4 separate regions of the Mus musculus genome follow, and all the other regions are linked to region 2. Evidence: chromatin contacts called from public HiChIP or PLAC-seq data. All regions are on one chromosome and are shown on one strand. Each heading gives the region's core, a stretch centred on a gene start, on an enhancer-like site or on the middle of the called end of the contact. The rest is flanking DNA. Distances are from core to core; before and after follow the strand shown. Region 1 overlaps Mrtfa (myocardin related transcription factor A). Region 2 has its middle 40 kb from the start of Gm52179. Region 3 overlaps Mrtfa (myocardin related transcription factor A). Region 4 overlaps Mrtfa (myocardin related transcription factor A).

The links. HiChIP or PLAC-seq counts read pairs in DNA pulled down with a chosen protein or histone mark.
Region 1: a contact with region 2 is called in an HNF4G HiChIP or PLAC-seq map of pancreatic cancer cells. The contact joins two enhancer-like sites. A contact is called at or near these places in 1 of 484 Hi-C or Micro-C datasets (female germline stem cell-derived STRA8 germ cells), 3 of 115 datasets of contacts at active chromatin or transcription factors (CD8 T cells, large pre-B cells and pancreatic cancer cells) and 1 of 9 other capture datasets (embryonic stem cells).
Region 3: a contact with region 2 is called in a Foxp3 HiChIP or PLAC-seq map of regulatory T cells, with 3 times the contacts expected there. The contact joins two enhancer-like sites. A contact is called at or near these places in 2 of 15 datasets of contacts at CTCF or cohesin (CD8 T cells and the NIH/3T3 cell line), 2 of 484 Hi-C or Micro-C datasets (both in CD4 T cells), 3 of 115 datasets of contacts at active chromatin or transcription factors (embryonic stem cells, pancreatic cancer cells and regulatory T cells) and 1 of 9 other capture datasets (embryonic stem cells).
Region 4: a FOXA1 HiChIP or PLAC-seq map of pancreatic cancer cells shows a contact between it and region 2. The contact joins two enhancer-like sites. A contact is called at or near these places in 1 of 484 Hi-C or Micro-C datasets (nephron progenitors), 5 of 115 datasets of contacts at active chromatin or transcription factors (T-cell acute lymphoblastic leukemia, acute myeloid leukemia, large pre-B cells and 2 more) and 1 of 9 other capture datasets (embryonic stem cells).

Annotation. Positions count from the first base shown.
Region 1 is chr15:81,154,169-81,158,346 of GRCm38.p6, forward strand. All of the region lies in intron 1 of Mrtfa (myocardin related transcription factor A), which reads right to left. Among named protein-coding and RNA genes, the nearest start is that of Mrtfa, 34 kb to the right of the region's middle. Within about 2 kb of position 1,838, at least 43 of the 459 cell types and tissues checked have an H3K27ac peak or open chromatin away from gene starts, as enhancers often do. A contact at or near this core is called in pancreatic cancer cells, where this site is marked.
Region 2 is chr15:81,298,772-81,302,834 of GRCm38.p6, forward strand. No RefSeq gene overlaps it. Among named protein-coding and RNA genes, the nearest start is that of Gm52179, 40 kb to the left of the region's middle. Within about 2 kb of position 2,535, at least 181 of the 459 cell types and tissues checked have an H3K27ac peak or open chromatin away from gene starts, as enhancers often do. A contact at or near this core is called in pancreatic cancer cells and regulatory T cells, where this site is marked.
Region 3 is chr15:81,099,772-81,103,679 of GRCm38.p6, forward strand. The region is part of intron 2 of Mrtfa (myocardin related transcription factor A); the gene reads right to left. Among named protein-coding and RNA genes, the nearest start is that of Mrtfa, 89 kb to the right of the region's middle. Within about 2 kb of position 1,795, at least 30 of the 459 cell types and tissues checked have an H3K27ac peak or open chromatin away from gene starts, as enhancers often do. A contact at or near this core is called in regulatory T cells, where this site is marked.
Region 4 is chr15:81,136,150-81,139,890 of GRCm38.p6, forward strand. All of the region lies in intron 1 of Mrtfa (myocardin related transcription factor A), which reads right to left. Among named protein-coding and RNA genes, the nearest start is that of Mrtfa, 53 kb to the right of the region's middle. Within about 2 kb of position 1,327, at least 101 of the 459 cell types and tissues checked have an H3K27ac peak or open chromatin away from gene starts, as enhancers often do. A contact at or near this core is called in pancreatic cancer cells, where this site is marked.

The DNA of each region.
Region 1 (4,178 bases), core at 588-3,087, 150 kb before region 2:
GTATTTGCTAGTCAAAACAAGAAGGAAGAACTACTGATCATCTCTCTGATTAATCTGCAAGAGTAGACAGAAAACTAACAACAAAAACTTTCATAAGATAAAAAATATTAAACGTGTCCATTCCAGCCCCTGAATGGATACAATGTGGCTAATGTCTCTGGACAATTCTCTGTAGACCTTGTTCAAACTACAAGGAAAGCTCACCATTCTACGAGCAAGCAAAAAGACAACACCTCTATGGAGCCGCAGAACACTGAAGTTGATTCCATGTAACAAAGAAGAGAGAGTAACTCTGAGAGATCCCACACAAGCCTGTGGCTGAAGGACACAAAGCAAGAGATTCCCAAAGTGGAAAATCAATTATAATTACTTTGAGAGAATGTCCATTTCTTTCTAAGTGTAAGAACAACAGTTAATTCCCTCAACTCACTTAAAAAGCCAAATGGGGAAATTTTTGTTGGTATTTTTGAAGAAGATAAATTTGCATTGGTTCAGGGACTTTTACCAAAGTTTCTCAAAACAGAGGTCTTACACTTAACTAGCTCCATTTGCAGATAGAGACAGACATGAAGCAAACCATACCTATAAACAACCCCAATTCACACTCAATTTGAGTTCTGAAAACGTTAACCTACTCTGGCCTCCTCTACATCGACTTTAGCATACCCTGGGTCAAGAGTTTCAACTTCCCAAAACATCACAGTGTCTCTAATTTCAAACCTTTTAGGCTCCCTCCTGCCTTTGGCTAAATCAGTTGCAAGATTAGAAGATTAAAAACAAAATTTTTTAAAAATCTAGCTCATGTGGGAATCTTTCTTTCCCTTTCTATAAAGCAATGTGCTAGCAGATGCACACAAGAACATAAACCAACAGAGACTTGCTTCCTGCACGGCTACATCTAAAACAGTGCAACACACTGGTTTCCAGACAGCAGCATCCACCTACATCTAAAACACTACACTGTCAATTCAAGTGACAGAATTCAATAGGAAGTTGCCAGGGCCCTGTTTAACTCTCAGCATGCCTCAACAAATCTCACTTTCTCTTCTACTAATTCTTACAGTATTTCCATAAAGTAGTTGCCAACTGTTGTCACCCCGATAAAAACACAGAACAATACAAAGAAGGCAATTTTCTGAGTGACCAACCAGTTAAATTCTGACCAGCAGGTACCAGGCAATGAAGTTAAATTTTAATCTCCCTTGTCCTCTCCCTTCCTCTTCCTTATTTATCTAAGAGCTTGCTCCTCCTGCTACAGGAAGCACCTCAACAACTCTTCCTTGTAGCAGGACTAAAGGTTCCTGTTTAGTATGACTGAGAAAGCCAGTCTCAGTGGCTCAGTGATGGGGTACTTGCCTCTTACAATGCAGGCCTTGGGTTCAACACCAACCCTGGAGGGGTGGAGGCAAAAACATATTCTAACCCTACACTAGGGAGCCAGCAAGATGGCTCAACAGGTAAAGGTGCTTTCTGCAACATCTGATGACCTGAGCTCAATCCCAGAGATCTACATGTTGGAAAGCGAGAAACAATACCCACAAGCTGTGCTGTGTTCTGCACACATGCACATGGTTTGCACGTGTGTGGGACCCCTACACATACACTACAGTATAAAAAGGACTACCTTAGGAGCTAGTATGATGGTTCATGGCTCAGCAAGTAAGAACACTGTCACACCAGCCTGTTGACCTCAGAATCCATGTTGAAAAAAAATCTAGATGTAGTTGTGAATGCCTGTAAGCCCTGGACTTCAGTGAGATAGAGGTACGCACAGGAGAATCCACCCTTTCCACCCAACAACCTCTCAAGGGCCAGGTACTTTAGGCTACACAGCACAGCAGCAAACAGTGACAGACTCTGACTCAGAAATCAAGGACCAACACCCATGACTGCCCTCTGACCTGCACAGCACGCAGTTGCGACATGGACAGATAGACAGACAGACACAGACAGACACACACACCATACACATATTCAAAAATAATCTTTTAAAAACTTATGCTATACCAGACATGGTGGCACACATCTTTAGTCACAGAACTTGGGAGGCATAGGCAGGTGGATCTCTGTGAGTTCAAGACCAGCATGGTCTACGTAGCGTTCAGGCCAGTCAGAGCTATATGAACCAGGTGGGCCTCAGACTCCGAAATGCTGAGATTAAAGGTGTGTGCTGCAACATCGACCTATCCAGTGCCGAGTTACTGGATGCAGCACGGAACAATCACTGGGTCTCGATAAAACTGCAAAAAAAGTCTCCCCTAAACAACTGCAAATCTGACCTATCCCACCTAAATCTAACTGGAAACACCAACACACACACCAGCTAGGAAGGCAGGGAAGAGAAAATCAACATGGGGGGCTGGAGAGATGGCTCAGCGGTTAAGAGTACCAAATGCTCTTCCAAAGGTCCTGAGTTCAAATCCCAGCAACCACATGGTGGCTCACAACCATCTGTAATGAGATCTGGCGCCCTCTTCTGGTGCATTAAGACAGCTACATTGTGTACTTAGATATAATAATCAATAAATCTTTGAGAAAGAAAGAAAGGAAGAAAATCAACCAACATGGGATCTACCCTGCTCAAAATTTTCACAGAAATTCCATACCAATCACATCACACAGTTGCTAAAACACACACAGAAAAATAAAAATTCATATGGTGTCTCAGTCAGGGTTTCTCTTCCTGCATAAACATCATGACCAAGAAGCAAGTTGGGGAGGAAAGGGTTTATTCAGCTTATACTTCCACATTGCTGTTCACCACCAAGGAAATTAGGACTGGAACTCAAGCAGGTCAGGAAGCAGGAGCTGATGCAGAGGCCATGGAGGGATGTTCTTTACTGGCTTGCTTTCCCTGGCTTGCTCAGCCTGCTCTCTTATAGAACCAAGACTACCAGCCCAGAGATGGCACCACCCACAAGGGGCCTTTCCCCCTTGATCACTAATTGAGAAAATGCCTTACAGCTGGACCTCATGGAGGCATCTCCTCAACTGAAGCTCCTTTCTCTGTGATAACTCCAGCTTGTGTCAAGTTGACACAAAACTACCCAGTACATATGGTATAAGCAGTGCTTCCAATTCACAAAGGGCATTTCAATAGCCGCTTAAATCCTTCCTGTCCTCCATATACCACAACAGTGGCTGCGTTATCTGTCGCTGCAGTCAGGTGGAGTTGAATGACAACAATTCAGCACTTACTTATATAAGCACTACAGGAGCCCTGTGAAACAACTCTGGTCCTACACCACTGAAAATTACTCTTGGAAGGGAGTTGAGCCTTGCCTTTAAGGACCTGTGGGCATCCCTCCGTCCCTCCCTCCCCAACCCCCATTACAGCTGGGATACTTCAGTGGCTGGCATCTAGAAAGGCTCCATATTCATCTGCCCACTGTGTATTTCCGGAGTTGCTTCAATGTGTGGAGCAGCACAATGGGTGAAGAGAACGCACTGCCTGCTCTCTAGGAGCTGAACAACCCATCAGTCACATTAGACTAAACAACGAGAAATGGTCCCAGACATGGAAGCCGGGTCAGAAGGTAAAGACTCTTTGTACCATTATTCAGTTAAAAACTCAAGGCCAGGCTGTCCAGGAATTTGATAGGTAGATCAGACTGTCCTTGAACTCATAGAGGTCACCCTGCCTACTCAGAGTAAAGGAATTAAAGGTGTGTACCACCACATCCAACTAACAATTTGTATTAGCTCAGACTCAAATAAAACAAGTTTTTTAAAACCTTCCAATTCCCTAGAGTTAAGACACGAGTGCACGCGTGCGCGCGCGCACGCACACACACACACACACACACCCGCATTCTCCCACAGCCCTCACCACTGCTCTATCAGAAATCATCCTTAAACAGCTCTGTTGCCTCCACCCTTAGCAGGGCCTGGTACATACTCAGTATTTACTACTTGTTGACTGGAAGCCCAATTAGCCCAAATTTACAAAATTAATTACACTAGAATTTATTTTCTTGGTACATTTAAACAATTCTGAGTCAAAATATAATGTATGTCTATATTTTTACGGATATGACTGCTACATTATCAAGCCAACAGTCAGGCACAAAGGTTACATTAAAACACTAGATCATTCAAACATTGAGTAGTTTTTCTGTTTTCTTTAGTTTTGTATTATTGGTTTGCTGAGAGGGTCTTATGTAGGCCAGGCTGACCTC
Region 2 (4,063 bases), core at 1,285-3,784:
CATGCTGCTATCTGCTAAGCCATCGCTCTAGTCCAACTCATTCCTCTTGAACATTAACACTTTTTTAATGTTAAAGACAGTGGTGGCATAGGCCTTTCATGCAGAAGCGGGCAGATCTCTATAAGCCTGGCTTAGAGTGAGTTCCAGGCCAGCCAGGACTGTACAGAGAAACCCTGTCTGGAAAAAAATCAAACCAAACTACAACAAAAGATTTTTCAAGGGTGTGTGTATGCTAGTTCAGAGGACAGCTTTAAAGAATCAGCCTTCTCCTTCCACCATGGGAGGCCTAGGGATTGAACTTAGGACGCTGGGCTTGGCATTGGGTAGTTGCTTTTCTCCACCATGTATGTTCCAGGGGCTGGAAACAAGTGGTCAGTCTCAGATGTAAGTGCCTTTACTGAGCCAGGTCATTGACACTTCTGGGCCAGGAAATGGGGTGATGACCAGATACATTCATGTAATCGTATACGATGTAATTATAAATTCCAACGTTGCCGCAAGGTAAAGGTCTGTGAGACATTGACATCAATTTTTTTTTTTTTTTTTTTTTTTTTTTTGAGACAGGGTTTCTCTATAGCCCTGGCTGTCCTGGAACTCACTTTGTAGACCAGGCTGGCCTCGAACTCAGAAATCTGCCTGCCTCTGCCTCCCGAGTGCTGGAATTAAAGGCGTGTGCCACCATGCCCGGCAACATCAAATATTCTTTTATGATGTCCAAGTGATGGCCAATCGGTCAGTTTCTCCTGTTCACTTTTAAAAATTATGTTTATGTGTTTGTGTAAGTTCCTATGGATATAGATATGAGCATGCCATGTGTGTAAGTTTCTATGGGTGTAGGTTTGAGCAGCCACAGCACCCGTGTGGAGGTCAGAAGACACCTCATGGGAGTCATTTATCTCCTGCTAGGAGGGTTCAAGGACAGAACTCATCAGGCTTGGTGGTGACAAGGGCCTCTACCCACTGAGCCACCTTGCTGGCCTGGATGTGTCAGTGTCTTGTAGTGACTCTGGCCATCGTCACAATGATGCTTTTGAGTCAGGCTCATCTTGCCTCAGATTTCCTACTGTTTCATGTTTTCTACTAGAAATCTATTTGAAAGGCCTCGTGACCTTTTCCCTTTTTATTTTAGTTTTGTTGAAAGAGGATTTTGTTATGTAGCCTGGAACTGAGTACATCGACCAGGCTGATCTTGTTTACAGTGATCCTCCTGCCTCTGCTCCCCAAGCCCTAGGAGTACCAGCATGCACCACCATTGACATCAGCCAGTTTCCCTTGACTTAGCATCGGCTTGCTACGTCTACCTTCATCTCCTCCTTTCGTCTTGTCTTCCCCAACATGTGAGTGCTGCTTTGATTTCTAATGCTGCTTTTGAGATTTGTTGGAACCACACAGCAAGTCAAGGTTGTGCCTGTTTTCCTCCACATAGTAGTGTGTGGCTCCACATAGTGTGGCTCCACATGGTGTGGCTCGTCCTTGCTGCCACACAGACTTGTGGTTTGCTCTCTTTCGTGGCTGCCTAGTGCTCCATTCTACAGATTAATGTGACAACTGCTGGTTATTCAATTATCAGATGATTATCTGGGTATAGGTGAGGTACAAGGGACTAAACAAGCCACCCAAAAAGAAAAAAAAAAAAAAACAACAATTTTACATAGATTATAGAGCTGCCTCCCACCAAACTCATTCATCCTGAACAGAGCTGAGCCTGAGATCTTAGCGGTACATACGCACCCAGATAGGTCTTGCAGAGTCCTTGCACTTTAGCCCAGGAGAATTCTTTCCTGTTTTGCTTTGTAGAAATATCTAAAGTTTTCTCTGGCAGCCTGATTCTCAGCAAATCACTGGAAGCCAAAGATGCTCTCAGATGCAGACACACGGACGGCAAGAAATATGTTAATAATTAACACCTAGGAAAATCATAACCCGTGTTTGCAAAAAAGGCAGATGCAGAAATGCAAGTCCAGACCATACTGCCCTGGGCAAGCCTGATCCCTTCCCAGTCTGGAGTGAGTCTCTTAAGGGACAAAGCAGCCAATTGTGGGTGACTGAGACAACTGTGGGTGGCTGCCTGTGGCAGCCAGCAGAGTCATGTGAGGACTATGTGCTAAAGCAACAACTTGCCAGGCTGTGGTGGTGCACACCTCTAATCCCAGCACTTGGGAGGTAAAAGCAAGCAGATCTCTGAGTTCAAGGCCAGCCTGGTTTACAGAGTGAGTTCCAAAACAGCTAGGGATACATAGAGAAACTTGACTTGAAAGGAAAAAAAAAAAAAAAAAGCAACAACTGAATTATATACACCTTATTATATTTACTGTGGCCAGGGATCATCCACATTTTGAGAATGATTTAATAAAATGGTTAAAAACAAAACAAAGTGGCAAGTTAGGACATCTTAGAGCAAGGCAGGGGGCTGGGAGATCTGTGGCTAGTCTTCCAATCAATGTGTGTTCCTGAGCATGGTGACAGGTCACCCATGGTGACTCAGAGCAGGCAAGCGCACAGTCCTGCAAAGGAACAACACGGAGGCTCTGGGAAACCCACAGCTAGCGTCACACTCGACAGTGCACGCTTTTGCCCGTAGTCAAGAACAAGACCAAACTGTGTGGTTTCATCACCTGTTTCCTGTTGTGCGTTGCCCTGGTGCTGTTTGTACTTTGATGCTAATTCTGCTTCCTCAAGAGGGACTGGCTCAAGGAGTGGATCACGCCCTCTGGTGATTTCAGGCAAACCTTCTGCCCATTTTATAAAGCAAATCAAGGCGAGAGCCTGTGATTGGGCAGTGGATGGGAAAGGTGGGGCTGGAGGTTTTAGAGAGGGAGAGAGAGAAAGGAGGAAGGGAAGATGAGGAGAGAGAGAAGAGAGAGGAGAGAGAGGAGGATAGAGGAAGAGAGGTGGAAGGAAGATGGAGCAGAACCACGTGGCCTACAGGAACGGAAAGTAGCAAAGGATTTCCCACCTGGGGCGTGAAGTAGTGTAGTGTTCAACTGTTGAAACGCCACCTATTCTCCACAAGGCTTTGCTTGACGCAGTTGCTTTTCTGCCTGCTTCAGCTTCTACATGGAGGGTGCCAGCAGTACATCATTCAAGTTAGACATTTTTATTAGCAGCCATAAAGGCCACAAAGAGGTGGACACTATGGGTGAGAGACAGGCTTTCACGTGTCAGTTTCAATTTCTGTTGCCATTGGGAGGTCCTGAGCCTACCTTCTGCTCAGGAAAGATTGTCAATCATAGATGGCAACTCAAAAAGTTTAGGCACACGCTTGGGGAAAGGAATAAAGAAGAGAATAGCATTTGAAGGAGGCACCACCTACTCTGTCCTTTGCTTCTGCTAGATACAAAGGATGCGAGCTCTCCTGTTCCAAGTTTAATCTACCGATCCTCTTTAGGCTGTTCATTAAATGTGAAAGTCCTTCTTTTCATGGAAGCAGATTTCACCGGGCACCTCTGGAGGCCACGAGCTATAATGAAGCCAGCACCCAACGTTAACTACAATGCCCTCTGGTGGCTTGAAGTATTTTCCTTAGTTACAACAGTAAAATTAAACAAAACAAAAGCTCAGAAAACAACCATAACCACCATAAAAGTCCCAGCACTCGGGCAGTTTTCCCTCTTAAAAGGAAGCTCTTCTATAAAGTCGGAAATCATAATTGTAAAACTCCTTAGTATGTATAACCTTCGTGACCACACATCTTTCTACACAGGCTCATTACCAAACACATGGATCAGAGATGAGTAGGTGAGAAAGAGGGGTTGAGACAGCTCAGTTAGAACGTTTGCCTGGCACACCCGAAGCCCTCTGTTCCCCAGCACCATGTAAACAAGGCGTAGGCGTGGTCATGGTCGACCCAACAGTAACTCCAGTACTTCAGAGGGTGAGGGAGGCGGAGCCAAAGTTCAAGGTTATTCTTGACTTTCTGTTGCCATGACAAAACACCATGACCAAGGCAACTTGGAAAAGAAGGGCTTTCGTTAGCCTTAATTCAGCCCTGGGGAGGGGATGGGGAGGGAATTGGAGTTCACCATGGCAGAGCAAAGGCACAGAGGGAGGGACAGATAAGAGC
Region 3 (3,908 bases), core at 545-3,044, 200 kb before region 2:
TCTGATTTATTTATTTTGTTAGTACACTGTTTGTTTGTTTGTTTGTTTTGTTAGTAAACTGTAGCTGTCTTCAGACACACCAGAAGAGGGCATCAGATCCCATTACAGATGGTTATGAGCCACCATGTGTTTGCTGGGAATTGATCTCAGGACCTCTGGAAAAACAGTCAGTGCTCTTAAACAATGAGCCATCTCTCCAGCACCCTTGTTGGAGTTTTAAAATTACATTTGTATTTATTTAGTCCCATTTCATGAATGTTAAGGACAAAGGACAACTTGTGGGAGCCAGTTCTCTCCTTCTAACATGTGGGTCCCAAAGATCAAAGTCAAGTCATCACGCTTAATGGCTGGTTCCCTTACCCACTAAGCCATCTTACCAACAATGTTTTAGTCTTTTTTGTGAGAAGGTCTCAACACTGTAGCTTAGGCTGGCCTGGAACTATGTAGCCTCGGCTAGATCTGAACTTGGGAAGCCTCCTCCCTTGGCCTCCCAAATAGTAGGATTATAGCAATTTAAACCACTAGAACACAGAGATGTGTTCCATCTCTTACTATGTATCTTCATGCTTTCAAGTTTTAAGTATCCTCTATAGATGTGAAGCAAGATCATAGTGATTAAATATTACACACTATATATTATGGTAGTATATATTTTTCACTACTGCATCTCTCTTCATCAGTTTAATTTCTTCTTGTGTAACCCTTCTATGCTCACTCTGCTGCTACCATGTACTCAGTGACTGCATGACATTAAGCAGGCCCCAGACACTGTGAGCTCAGCCCAACACTGCCCTGCACCTTAAGAAGTACAAGGCAAAGAAAGTTGGGTTATGAGTGTCAGTGGTAGCACAAGGCCTTTGGTATTTTCCCTTGTTATTAAAAAGAAAAACTTTTAAAATAATGTCTGTAGTATTCATAAAAGTGAGGCTCCAAAAAAGTAAGACTGTATACGGCTCATCTTTGTTGAATTTGGCATTGTTTTAATGAGGCTAAAATTGTGGTTCAGAGTCTTGACAGCCTGCTTCATCCAGAGAAACAAAGGATCGGGAGACAAGAGAGGTGAAGGAGGAATTTAGATTCCTTTGATCTGGATCTTAACTCGAGAGAGCCCAGATAAATCAGTGAGTCAGAGAGAGGGCAGTGAATGTAAGCAGAGCGCCTAGGACAGCTGTCTGTCTGCTACCTGTCTTGTGAGACCATCACCCAGGCCAAAGAAGACAGGGCAAGGTGGAGGGTAGACAGTGGTAGGTCTGCGGCATTATGACCTGACTTCCTAGGGGTGGGAAGTAAGCACCCAGACATCAGGGGTTTTATCTCCTCTGGTCCTCCTTCCCTCCTTTCCTCTTTTGAACTAGTAACCCTCTATCTAGTCCTAGCTGTACTGGAACTCACTATCTCAGGCTAGCCTCAAACTCCCAAAGATCCACCTGCCTCTGTCTCTCCAGTGCTGGTATTAAAGGGCGGTGGCACCAAGCCCTGCCTTTACCTTCTCTCTTAACCCCACCGTCTCTGGGGGTTCATATCTAGCCTCACACACTGGAGATCTCAGCGTCTCTGTAAATATCTTGAAGCAGAAAGAACATTGGGAAGACAGCGAGGACACAAATTCTCCTCCCACCACTGTCACAAATTACATGACCTAACCCCAAATAAACTAACCCCAAAGGCCAATTTCCTCTTTTCAAAAGAAAACGAGGACAAGAAAATACCCAGGGTTTCCTTCAAGCTCTGCAGTTCCTTTAGAAGAAATCAGGGTGTTTCCAAGCCCACAATGTTGAGAGCTCACAGACCTAAAAGCAGGTGACATAGGCTGAAGGTTCTGATGTTTTTGATCTGCTCTCTAGACTTATGAGTGGTGTGTGAGTGTGTGTGTGTGTCCTAAGAGAGTAGCATGTACCAAAACGGGCAGGATTTAATGTGCTACTGTCCCCGTGCCTTGGCTTTTCCCCAGCTTTCATTGAAGTGACTGCCATCCCCTATTCTGCACATTTTGTTTTAAAATGAACAGTGCAGGGAAAACTGCCATGATCAAGGAGTAAGAAGTCAAAGAAATATTTAGGAGTTAAGTACAAAGATATCAAAGGGTAAGGAAGTTAACAAACAAAGGAGAAACTTGTTTAATTAATGAATTTTTTTCAATAGGCAATATTCAAGTGGTGTAAAACATAAAAGGATCCAAAAGGACATGAAGAGCAAGCGTGTCCAGTAAGTGTGCTTACCCAGGCTAGGCTCTGCGTGTCCAATAAGTGTGCTTACCCAGGCTAGGCTCTGCTTCTTAGGCTGAGTAGTAGGATTCATGAGTTTACATATGTGTCAAGTGTATACACCTACTGCATACCTATATATCCTTTTGCATGTATAGCATGGTCTCAGAATAAGCTCAAAAGACCACATCCCATCTGTCAGGCCTGAGCTCTAGCGCACCCCCATTCTGAAAGATAGTCAATGCTGGGGCCCTATCTTATTTATTCCCTTAGGGACAGCTTCAGAAATTTTACAATGTCCATTCGAGTCACTTTCTAATTGTGACAACCCAGACAGACTCCTATGGCAGTGACACAAACTCTAGTCATGGCTTGATTGGAACACTAGGGTCCATATAAAAACCCACATCCTCACAGACAGGGCATACTACAAATTCAGAGAGGCAAAAGAATGTCAACTTTGAAAGCCACAAAGCTTTGGATAACGACCGGCTAAAACAAAGGATGATGGCCACTGGATTCATTTATTTATGGAAGATTACAAAATACTTTTACAAAAATCTTAAGGGCTTTGCGTATTAGTCAGGAGAACTAAGTCAAACAAAGTTCCATCATTCCTCAGAAAATAAATTAGTGTCTCTCATGTGCCACCGCAGGAATCCACATATAGTGATTTGCTCTTCAGACGAGTAAGTGGGGGCCGCCCATAGATGACAGCGGCACGCACACAGCTGCCTGTAACAGCAGCTCCTGCACTCACAGGGACACAGCCACACAGATACATATACCCATAATTAAAGATAAACTTCTTTCAAAGAAGCGAACGACCTAATCTGGAAGCCCCGTGTAAGTGATACCTGGTGTGCACTGAGGCCTCGGGAGTGACAGGAGGGAGGGATCCTACTGAGACAGGTTTCACAGAAAGGCAGCGCCTCTGGCAGTGCCGAGGAGGGAAACCTTCACAGACATCCCAAGATGTCCTGCCAGAGCCCCCAAGCCTAAATACTGAGTGGAAACTGCTGCTGAGCACAGTGTACCACAAACGCACCTTCAGTTCTCTATGAAGGGTTTAGTTGTTCTCTGATGTGAAAGGCATGTCTCTTAGAACGCTGTTAAGGTACAGATTAACACAGTGCTTGGCTTCTAACAAGAGTCACTGTTTACTGGCATCTCAGAGCAGATTCTTTTCATTTTCTGTCAAAATGGTAACTGCATCACTCTTACAATGGGCTTGTGGCTATGGCACTCCAGCATACAACAGTAAAGTCCGTATCTATCGACCCTTGGTCCTACCTGTATCCACAGCCTGTCACTTCACCTACACTTGTCTTACACGCTGCTGTCCTTTGAAAGTTTTATGAAGTAGCTGTGTGACAGATGGGTGACCAGCCCTGCCCAACACGTGCTGTAGGAAAACCTGCTCTGAGACAAGAAATGACAAAGAACAGTCCTTCCTCTCCCTTTAGAGCTAGGAACACTGGAATTATCTCAGAGGAAGAAGAAGCCTTGCACCTGCATTGTGAAATGTTATTGTCTAAGATACCTACAAATAAAAATGATCGAAAAGAAAGGGCTCAAATATTAAAATCTGCCCCTGAAGTAAAATATGCACTTGGCCTCACATGGCAGAAAACCTGACTACAGGTGGGAGAAGAGAGTCAGTTAACTGGGAGCACCTGAGCTGCCTCATCAGAGACAGATGGG
Region 4 (3,741 bases), core at 77-2,576, 160 kb before region 2:
TGTATATATGTGTATGTATGTAATGTGTGTGTATGTGTGTGTGTATATAGATATAGATATAGATATATGATGCACAAAGATCTTCAGCACAGTGAAGAGCTGACTGCTTGCTCAGTGGGCACCAGACACAGTGGATGACAAATTCAAAGTCAACACTTCTATCAAAACTTACTTTTCCACATAGAAGGGAAAACTATTTGCTAGCAGACCTGACCTACAAGACATGCTAGGAGTCCTTCAGGTTGAAATAAAACACCAATTCAAATGCAAACACACAAAAACTATAATACAAAGCACTGAGAAATGAATCAAAGAAGTGAGCACAAAAACAGTATGAGTTAATTTGGTTTTCTTCTGTCTTATGAAAATAAGAAGCACAGAATCCAAAAATTGAACCTATGTAAGTAGATTTAATGGGCACATTGTAAATCTCGACCATTTCAACACAAAGGGGGATACAGAGTTATGAAGTTAGACGCTACTGAAATTGAGCTGCTATTAAAGCCAGGCATAGTAGCACATGACTGGAGGCTGAGGCAGAGGATTCTAGGTTGAAAACCAGCCTTACTATAGGATTCATAGTAAGTTCCAGGTCAGCTAGGGCAATACAGCAAAATATTGTCTCAAAAAAAAAAAGTTTAAAAAATATTTTTTTAAAAAAGTGATCCCAGCCGGGCGTGGTGGCGCAGGCCTTTAATCCCAGTACTCGGGAGGCAGAGGCAGGCGGATTTCTGAGTTCGAGGCCAGCCTGGTCTACAAACTGAGTTCCAGGACAGCCAGGGCTACACAGAGAAACCCTGTCTCGAAAAACCAAAAAAAAAAAAAAAAAAAAGTGATCCCAACTAGGGATTATGTTATGTTTCCTACTCCCATGATTTCAACAAGAAGAACTCAAAAGACTTCTCAGGAAAATGAGCAAGGCCAAGGAAAACCACTTAGGAGAAGCAACCATTAAAAGCTCTCTCTACAAGTGCCCCTCAGGAGACACTGCAAATGAGGAAAGGCTGACACTCTGACAGTGAGCGAGAACCAGCATCCCTTGACCAGCTTACACCCCATCCCTACCCGAAAGAGTTAAGTGACCAAAGGGAGCACCCTGCTCTAGCTCCAGATCCAACACCAGAAAGAGTAGCCACTAGCCTCTCTCATCCTTTAGGATGAGGAGGTTAAATTCCTGCTGAGACCAAAAGCCCGGGGCACCGTAGTACAGAGGCTCCACCCAAGCAACAAGAGTCTCAAAATGCTGGGGCTCCAGCTCCATCACTGGGCAAAAATTCCACGCTCTGAGGCAAATCAAAAAGACCACAAGCAACCCCCTGGCCAAGGTCCGAAGGAATGACTCAGAGATCTGCCCAAGAGCAGAGGCGATCCACAGGAAGCTCCCAAGTTCTCCACAGAGGAACTGTTTCTATTTAAACAGGCTGGGGGACTCAAGCCTGAAAGCATCTTGAAAAACAGCTCCTCTTACTTAGGAATAACAATCTAAACCGCAGGGTAGCCAGCTCAGCACTGAGAACCAGGAGAGGCAGCTAGAAGCAGTCCTCCAGGGTCAGAACAAACCTCCAAGACCTCAGCTCCAATTTAAATGATCACACTGACTAACAAGTTATGCCAAGACAAGTCAGTGTCGAGAAGAAAAGTCCCAGAGCAGGCGGACCCTACTGCGCGGTGTGAGGTGCCAGGGAACGGGAGCCGAATGAAACCCTTTGCATTACACGAACATGAGGCTAAAGTAAAGCAACACCTGCAGATGCCACAACAGAGTGCGCATTCATGGGCTTCCATCAGGTAATACTAGGTATGGCTCACAAAGTAAAGGTGTTTGCCACAAAGGCTGAGGGCACCCAAAAGGGAAAAAAAGGAGGGAACTGACTCCCGTAGAAGTTGTGCTCTGACCTCCAGACATTACACACACAACACACACACACACACATCTCTCTCCAAGATAAATAAATATCATAAAATTCTGAGTAGATAAACTGGACTACGTCAAAACTAAAAGCGACACTCTCAAGGTTACCCTCTGATAATATCAAGAGCAATGAAAAAAGACCCAGGCACTCAGCACCTGGAGGGAGGCAGGAGCCTCCTATAAGTTCTCTATAGGAGTTCTAGGCCAGCCAGGGCTCCATAGAGGTGGAAAAAGTCACACAGAAAATATACAAAGCATCATTAAGTAGGGAATTAAGATCATATATAAGGATATCTTAAGATTTAAGAATTAAAAGAGAAATGAATGCATGCAGATGAACAATAAGCATACCAGGAGATCCCACACCACTGTCAGTAGGAGACATGAAACAAAACTACAACGAACAGCTCACAGCCACTACAGCTGTGGAAGTCAGGTGTGCACACAGCAAGTGCTGTGGAGCACGCAAAGTCTATCTACTGTATGATCCCAATCACACAAAAGCTCACAACAAGGAAACGCACAGAAACGAAAGCAGGGAGTAGGCAAAGGGAAATGGCACAGGTCCATCATGGAGTGATGGAGGTGTTCTAACACCAGCAGTGGTGATGCTGGGCATGTTTACAACTCCCTAAGCAGCAGTAAGTTGGATGTTTTGCCTGTGCAGAATTGCAAAGTTTGTTAATTTTGTCTCTGTATGGCTACTTTTTAAAAAGATTTAATGGGGGCTGGAGAGATGGCTCAGCGGTTAAGAGCACTGACTTCCAGAGGTCCTGAGTTCAATTCCCAGCAACCACATGGTGTCTCACACCATCTGTAATGAGATCTTGATGCCTTCTTCTGGTGTGCCTGAAGATAGCTACAGTATACTTATATACATAAAATAAATAAATTAAATTAAAAAAAAGATTTAATGGGCTGGGCAGTGGTGGCATATGATGCCTTTAATCCCAGCACTTCGGAGGCAGAGACAAATGGGTCGCTATGAGTTCGAGGCCAGCCTGGTCTAAAGAGCAAGTTCCAGGGGGCTGGTGAGATGGCTCAGCAGGTAAGAGCACCCGACTACTCTTCTGAAGGTCCTGAGTTCAAATCCCAGCAACCACATGGTGGCTCACAACCTCTTCTGGAGTGTCTGAAGTCAGCTACAGTGTACTTAGATATAATAAGAACAGCCAAGGCTACACAGAGAAACCCTGTCTTGAAAAACCAAACAAAAGATTTAATGGGGAGTCGGGTTGGAGAAATGGCTCAGTGGTTAAGAGTACTTGTTGCTCTTCCAGAGGAAACAGGAACAGAATCCCAGAGCCCACACTGTGACTAACAGCCACTTGTAACTCAAGTTCCAGGGAATCTGTCACCATCTTCTGGCCTCCCTGGGCCACATACATAGTGCACAAAGCACATATACATATAAAATAAGTTACCAAAAAAAAAAAAGGGTAGGGACAGTAAGCTAGTTCAGTAGATACTGTAAGCTTAAGAACCTGAGTTTAATCCTTAGAATCCACATCACAGGAGAGAACTCTGTGTGTGTGTGTGTGTTATATGCTAGTGACCTCAGCGGCCAGAAAAGGGTCCCAGGTCCCCTGGAACTAGAGTTACATTTGTTTAGTGTGGGCTGGTGCCGATTGTTTAATTTTTCCCTCAACAATGACTGACTAATCTTGTGACAAAAGCCAAAGGATCACACACATTAGAAAGACAAACTTCATACCATTTGACTTTAGGTCAATAAAAAAGACATACACTTGGGTCTTGATTTATCTTAACTGCAGCACCAAGGGGCTTTTATTTTTCTTTTTCTCTCAGAACATAGTGGCAAAAATGAC